2 separate regions of the Capsicum annuum genome follow, and region 2 is linked to region 1. A link is a contact called in public Hi-C data. All regions are on one chromosome and are shown on one strand. The core of a region is the stretch at or near the end of the contact, and the rest is flanking DNA. Distances in the headings are between cores, read along the strand shown. Region 1 has its middle 72 kb from the start of LOC124885803. Region 2 holds the start of LOC107878148 (scarecrow-like transcription factor PAT1).

Region 1 (3,477 bases), core at 645-3,144:
TCGAATTTCTAATAAAATCAGCTATAAAGCTCGCAGTTTGTTTTTCTTTTAAATAAGCTTTTATTTATTAAACTGAAAATAACTTAAGGGTAATTAAGTAATGTCATGTTCATAATTGTCTCTATCTACTTGAAAAAAAATGTGATTAGTTAAGTTCCTAACTTTGCTATCTGATGTGAGATTATGTATTTTATTCATTAATTAATTTGCATGTAATCACGCAAGGGATTCCCCATTTCCCCTCTTGAAGATTTATTCCGTTAGCAAAGATATAAAAGCATAAATAAAAAAATGGAATGTTGTTTCCTCTGTCTCCCTACTTACCAAAGAAGTGTTTATCTCATGGCCCCACAAAGTCTTATCTTAAACAACAACAAGCCCTCTTTATCTTTTTGTCTAATTTTTGTTTTCATTCATCCCACGTTTGACATTGACTTTAAAATTTGAATTAATTTAAATTTATGTCATGTAAAATAATAAGAAAATGCTCTTTGTTAGAATTACAAATAGAGTTGTAACTAATAAGTACTTCCTTCGTTTTATTTTATCGGTTTCAAATTAGGATGACACAGCTATTAAGAAAATAATGATGGACAATATAACTTTATCATTTTCCCTCTCTTAATTGTGTCTTGTTGTTAGTTCCAATATTAATGGATGACTAATACCAAAACACCATTTGTATTCTTAATGGTGTACTCTTAATGATACTAAGAGTATAATGAAAAAAAAATTTATTTTATCTTGACAAAGTAAAAAAAATAAATAAAATGAGATAACAAATTAAAAAATTTAAGACGGATGGTGGGAGTACATGTAAAGGAACAATAATAGTAGAGTAGGGATACGTCCGCCCTCCTAACAGGATGTAAGAATTTCCTCTATTTTGACTCTGTGAAGGGAGTTTCACTCATTGAGTTGTTATTGCACGACATATAAATTATCCACTATTTTTACCATCCACTTTATAAATGAAGTGCTTGTTATCGTGATTTTTTTCTTTTCAAAATTCAATTGGAAAGTCCAATAAAAGATGGAAGATTTTTTTTTTTTGCAAAGCTAGATTGTGAACTCTAATAAAAGATACTCCTAAAAGATTTCTATCTATCACATCATGACAACTTTTGATAGTCTCATCTCTTCATTCAACTCCTTGTGTTTCCAAACAAATAGTTCAAATATAATATTCATATTTTTTAATTGCGAAGATCTCAAATGCATATCGTAATCTGATATCCTGTTTTTATAATACTATTAATAAGATCTCGTGTTCTTTTTTCTTATTTTTCTTTCTCCTATGTAGAAAAAAGAAAAAGAAAGGAAACAAAACCACAAAACTCCTATATTTAATCATGAACTTATTTATCATCTTTACCCTCTCTGTTTTTTTTGGAAAAAAAAAAAAATCAATGTCTTCCACGGCTCCTCCTTATCAAAACTACTGTGATAATGTGTAAAGAAAAGACAAAAAATAGGATCAATTTGGGGGTGGTTGCCCTCTTGAATCTTTTTAGGCCCTTATTATAAGAAAAATATGAAATGTGAATTTTCGTTTTAATTTTTTATTTTTAAAAAATAACATGCATGTATGAGCAATAATGTTTCCAGAAGAGGTGTGTTTCTTAGACAATTTTTCTTTTTTCAAAAAAAACAAAATTGTTTGTTCCGTAGTGTACTTTTTATCTTGATTATTTTGGAGGGATATATTATTTTGGAAGGGTGCCAAGTCATTGAATGGCATGCGCATAATAATAGAAGTTAGTATATGTTAAAAATATAATTTAAATACTACTTTATATTATGTATATTATTAGTGTCTGTCTGCGCACGCGTGTGCAACTAGTTTATGTTTATGTTTTTACAATAAACAATTCAATAGTTCAAACTTCAAACATGAGAACAAAGACTTTTGGTATATATTAGCTCCCCACCACCGTGGAAAGCCATTTACAATATGCATGGGACCCTGTAACTCACATGACGATGAAGACCTTATCAAAAAAGTAATTCTCCACTCTTTCTCCAAGTTCCCTGTCACATTCAAATTACAGGTTTGGTAATTTGAAGTTCATGAATTTTATAATAATTTTTAATTAATATAGATATGATAATAATTGAATTTAAAGTTAAATTTTTATAAATATTTAATAAATATTTTAATATATATACTGAATTTGAGGAAAAATTAATGAATTCTCATAAACCCCACAAGCAAAGTATTGGATTAGTGAAGGAGTCTATCTACAATATGTTTGTATACAAGAAAATACACAGGTATAGAGTTATAATACATTTCAATATTCATTCTCTCAATTCAAAATCTACAATGTCTGGGAGTTAATTGTTTAAATATTGAGATCAATTGAATTTAGTAGTTTTAGCATAAATTTTATATTTATTAAACAGAAAAGGGTCTAAAATATCCTTTAACTATGTGAAATAGTGTAATAATGTTTCCTTCTATCTATTGAGCCTAAAAGGCCCTTTATGTCTATTGGGCCTAAAATACTCTTTCTGTCTACCTATTAGGACTATTTTATTCTGTTATTTAAAAAAAAAATTATATAATACCACGACTTATTTTTATAAAACTGCATAAAATTCCTATCATTTTTATTAATATTAATCAAATAAATAGTGCACAATATCAATTTTTCGTTATTCCAAATTGATCTGATAAATAAAAAAAAACAACAACATAAATAGTCATTTTAAAAAAATTATTACTTATACATAACTGTATTAGTTGGTTGTCAAATATAGCATATAACATATTTTATTTTACAATAGATTCTAATATATAGAAAAATAATTATATATTAAATTCTCATATTTCTTATTTATTGCCTAATTTTATGAAAGCCATTGTTCATTTATTTTTTATATACTATATCAAAATTTTGGATTTTTTATTTTTATTGCCGGCTTTCACGATATCTTCATACAAATATATGATATATTTATACCATAAAAATTCATGGTATATTTATATATTATACAAATTATATTTTTATCATAAAAATACATGATATATTTATACCATAAAAATTATATTTATATCATATAAATTATTTATACCATAAACGTATGTGGTATATTTTAGATATAAAAAATTTATACCATGTAATACTGAAACTATATATTTGTATTTAATAAATAACTTTTTAACAAGAAAAATACTTCCGACATAATGAGATATACCATGAATATTTTTCTCATAAATTATATCAAAAATATAATAATAATAATCATCTAACTTTATCATAAATTATATTTATACAACAACAATACATGGTATATTTGTACTTCCAATATAATGACTTTTATTCCATAAATATTTATCCATAAAAAATTATGGTTAACCCATTACATTAAAATTAAAAATACACAATAATAAAATAATATTGCATGATTAACATACATGAAAACAAAACGGAACATACACGGGCAAATAATGAAATACTTAGCTAATATTTG
Region 2 (3,908 bases), core at 299-2,798, 91 kb before region 1:
AGTTACCACTATCTCAGATCAATCCTATGAAGCAACAGATCACGTAAAGGAAAACCGAAAAATGATGAATGCTTGCAGAATCAAATACACCTCAACAAAAAAAAAAAAATGTAAATCTGTATTACCAACTGAGCTGGCCACTGATCAAAATATACTACTGAACTTACCTACTACTTCTATAGATTATGTTACTTCATCTAATTTATACTATTGATTTTTTTTAAAAAAAATACATATTTAAACTAAATTTATATTCATTGTAAGAAAAGGATCAGTGACCAATATACTCAGTGACATATCCTCAGAATTTTCTAGTGGTTAAAACATGGATAAACTTCAAGTTAGTCCAATCTGTTTACCTTGAAAGCAAAAAAAACTAGTTACACCAGAAGTCCTAGACAAAGATCCACTATAATCTCAATTAGCAAAAAGGTCAAGAATTTGATATTTCAAAAAAAGAAAAAAAGGAAAAAGAAAATCTACCATGGATGAAAATCAATGGCTTTAATCAAGAACATAAACTACTTCAATTGAAATTGAAAACTAAAAAAGGAGTAGAAAAAAATGAAAGAAGCAAGTGATCTAACCAAAAAATTGAAAGTAAAGAGAAAACTGCTCTTATTAAATAAGCCATTCTAACAAAGTACAAAAATAAGCTAAGCTGGCCCGGACACCACGGATATAAATTATAAAAAAAAAAAAAAAAAAAAAGTACACTGAATGCAGCAAGAAAGATTGAGCAGAACATGAACCAGATAAAATGGTCCATGTATCTACAACCTTCTTAATAAATTACTACTAAAAGCAAGAGTTTAATTTCTTTCTTTAATATGTTTTTATCAGTTCAATTTAAAAACTGAAACTCAGTCTTTCATTTCAACTGCCATAAATTCCAAAATAACAGTATAAACAAACTTTGTCACATTCTTGATTAAACCCAACTTCAAAAAAGAGCTTCATTTTCTCAAGAATCCACAATATTTACAAAAACAAGAGAAAAAATCTCAGCTAAATGAATTAAAATACAAATTGTAAGTATAAAAATTCTACCTTTAGTAGATCTATCAGATAACCAATAACCAAGTTGAACATAAATTTTTGGATTTTTCTCAAAAGAAAAAAAGATCCTCAAATTGAATCAAGAATATCAAAAAGATTTCAACTTTATCACATTAAAGAAAGAAAGAAAAAGAAGTGAAATGGGATAATATAGCAAAGAAGCTTAGAAGCAACCACAAAGAATTTATAAACAGTAACTGAAGTTACATATTACTATGAATTTAGTAAGTTGGTATACCAACCTTAAAACTGAAGAATCCCAATTTTTTGTTTTTGTTTTTGTTTTGCAATATGTTGTTTCTTTATTACAACTCAAAGAACAGTTTATTTATTTATGCTGATGATAGAGAAAGGGGAAGAAAGAGCAGAGGACCCTATGAAGATAAAAAAAAAAAATCTGTGAATTTAAGTATTATAAAAAGATCATGATTATTATTAAGACCTTATTGTTTAGGAAAAACACAAGAATGCCACTATGGTTTTGTTATTAATTGATCTAGTGGGTCTAAAAGGCTCTATAAGCAATAACTAGTGGGCATGGGCAAGTGCAAGGTACTATTTGACAACACTTCAGTGTAATTTTATAAATTGAGTCGAGAGGCGTGCTTAGATCTTATCATTACCTTCTGAAGTGAAAGGGTAAGGTTAGTAGAAGTCTAACACAAAATACTAATCGAAAATATAAACGAGCATACTTAAAAAAGAATAATGACTATGAAAAAAGTGTATGATACTCAAAATACACGAGATTATAGGTATGCAAAAATTAGTTCAATCGATAAATCGAATAAAAAAAAGTGTTATTGATTTATTAGTATTAGATTATTGAGTTAATAATTTTTGTAAACTTTTTTATTGGGCTCTCGATCCAATTTTGGGTTTTAAAATTTTAATTAATGGTTAAACTGATAATATAATAATATTATATAAGATTATATTTTTATCCCTAAGACATACTTTATTTTTTTCATATTTTATTGTTGTTGTCTTAATGTTGTTGTTTTCTTTCGAAAGTTATTGGCTTAGTGTGGTTTTACTTCTACCATCAGCTAAACTATAAACAGATCTTATTTTCTCTTGTTGAGAGATCGTCATCATTGAGATATTGCACTCAAGTTTGTCACTTAATCAAACTGAAAAAATTTGTTTTATTAATAGTGTATTTGAATTTGTTTTATTAATAATATATTAATAATGTATTTGAAACATTAAATAGTAACATGAATTGATGAATTTGTATTAAATAAATCAATAATTTTGAATACCAGATAAAAAATTTCATTTATTGATTGTAATAGAATTGCACAATGTTTAAAGAAATTGTGAGCTAATTGTATTTGTCCATATGATTATAATGAACATTAGGGTCTAGACTAGATTAAGAGTTTGGCTTATGGTTAAATGCCTTATGTACCTTGATTTTAATTATACATATTATACTCACAAATAAATGCTAGACAAATACCTTATTAGTCATTAACGGTTGGCAATTTAGCACAATTACAGTGTTTATTAAATCAATGAAGCTACTAACCTAGCTATTTAATAACACTTTAACTTTTATTTTATGATTTTTCATTCCAAAATTGATAGTTAATTAAAGACCATTAAGAATTGTGTCAGAATAGATATATAGGAATCACACCATTAATCAGAAATTTCAGTTTTAGCATTGAAATGGTCCTTTTTGATGGAAATTTTTTAATAGATTTTACGGGTGACGAATTTTAATTATTTTATAAAATTTCACATAATGTTTTACCTAAGGTACAGATGATTTCAAACAAGCTGCTTGTTCAATGTTTTTTCTCCTCTTCTTAAAAGTTTAATTAGTACTCAAAGTACAGGTAATTTCAAATAAGCTAATCTCCTTCTATGTTTTTCCTACTCTCCCTTCTTCTCCTCCTATTTGACAAAATTTTGACAAATTATCATTGTTGTAAAATGAATTTACTAGACTTGATGTTACTTTTTATTGTTTTAACAAAACCACGACTCGAATTTCTTTTTTATTATTGTTGAAATTTATGTTACAATTTTGAGCTTATTTAGAGTAGATTTTACTATTAAAAATAAGTCAAAAATCAAGGGGCAAAATGATCGACGTCTATCAAATATAAGTCAAAATAAAAAAAAAAGGCGACGGACTTGACAATATGGACTCTTTTGTCCAATTATGATGGAATAGATCAAAATTTCACCATTTATAATTATAGATTTTGAATTTGAGTCTTAAAATACAATAATTTTTCTTTGATTGGTTCCTTTTCCTTAAATAAGTCTCATGCAACGCAACGTGAATCTGAATCAATAAATTCCGAATGCCAAATTAAAAAATCTCATTAATTGGTACTAGTAAAAAAAAAAAAAAAAAGCACAATATTGTTTTAGGGAATATTCTATATTGTGAGTTAAATTTGGCATTAGGGTCTAGAGTCTAGAGTAGATAAAGAGCTTGACTGATGGAGTTATAGTTAAATGCCTTCCATTCATTTTAAATCAAGTCATATACACGTTTTCACAAATTATAAATGTTAGACAAATACTTTATTAATGGCTGATAATTTAGCACGGTTACAGTGTTAGTAATTGAAGTTAACAATTCAATATGAAGCTTAAACTTTCATCTCATGATCTTCATTCCAAAGTTGATAGGCAATACAGACCATGTAGGGTTATGATGAGACAAATAAGATCACTTTAATTTTTCGTTAATCAGAAATTTTAAATTAATTTAAAAAATCTGGGTAGAAAGTGTTTTCTTCTTTAATGAATTGTACAAAACAAAAACCAAAAAAAAGAAAAAAAATGGTCTTCTTTCAATGCCTGACATTATTATTCATATGCTG

The links. A called contact is a pair of places that touch in the nucleus more often than the background predicts.
Region 2: a contact with region 1 is called in a Hi-C map of placenta, with 5 times the contacts expected there. The contact joins the promoter of LOC107878148 here to the enhancer-like site in region 1. A contact is called at or near these places in 3 of 5 Hi-C or Micro-C datasets (leaf and placenta).

What each region holds. Positions count from the first base shown.
Region 1 is chr7:163,502,773-163,506,249 of UCD10Xv1.1, reverse strand. No RefSeq gene overlaps it. Among protein-coding and RNA genes, the nearest start is that of LOC124885803, 72 kb to the left of the region's middle. Within about 2 kb of position 1,894, at least 2 of the 5 cell types and tissues checked have an H3K27ac peak or open chromatin away from gene starts, as enhancers often do.
Region 2 is chr7:163,593,401-163,597,308 of UCD10Xv1.1, reverse strand. It overlaps LOC107878148 (scarecrow-like transcription factor PAT1), which reads right to left and starts at 1,548. Exons shown (of 2, transcript XM_016725054.2): 1 at 1,302-1,548.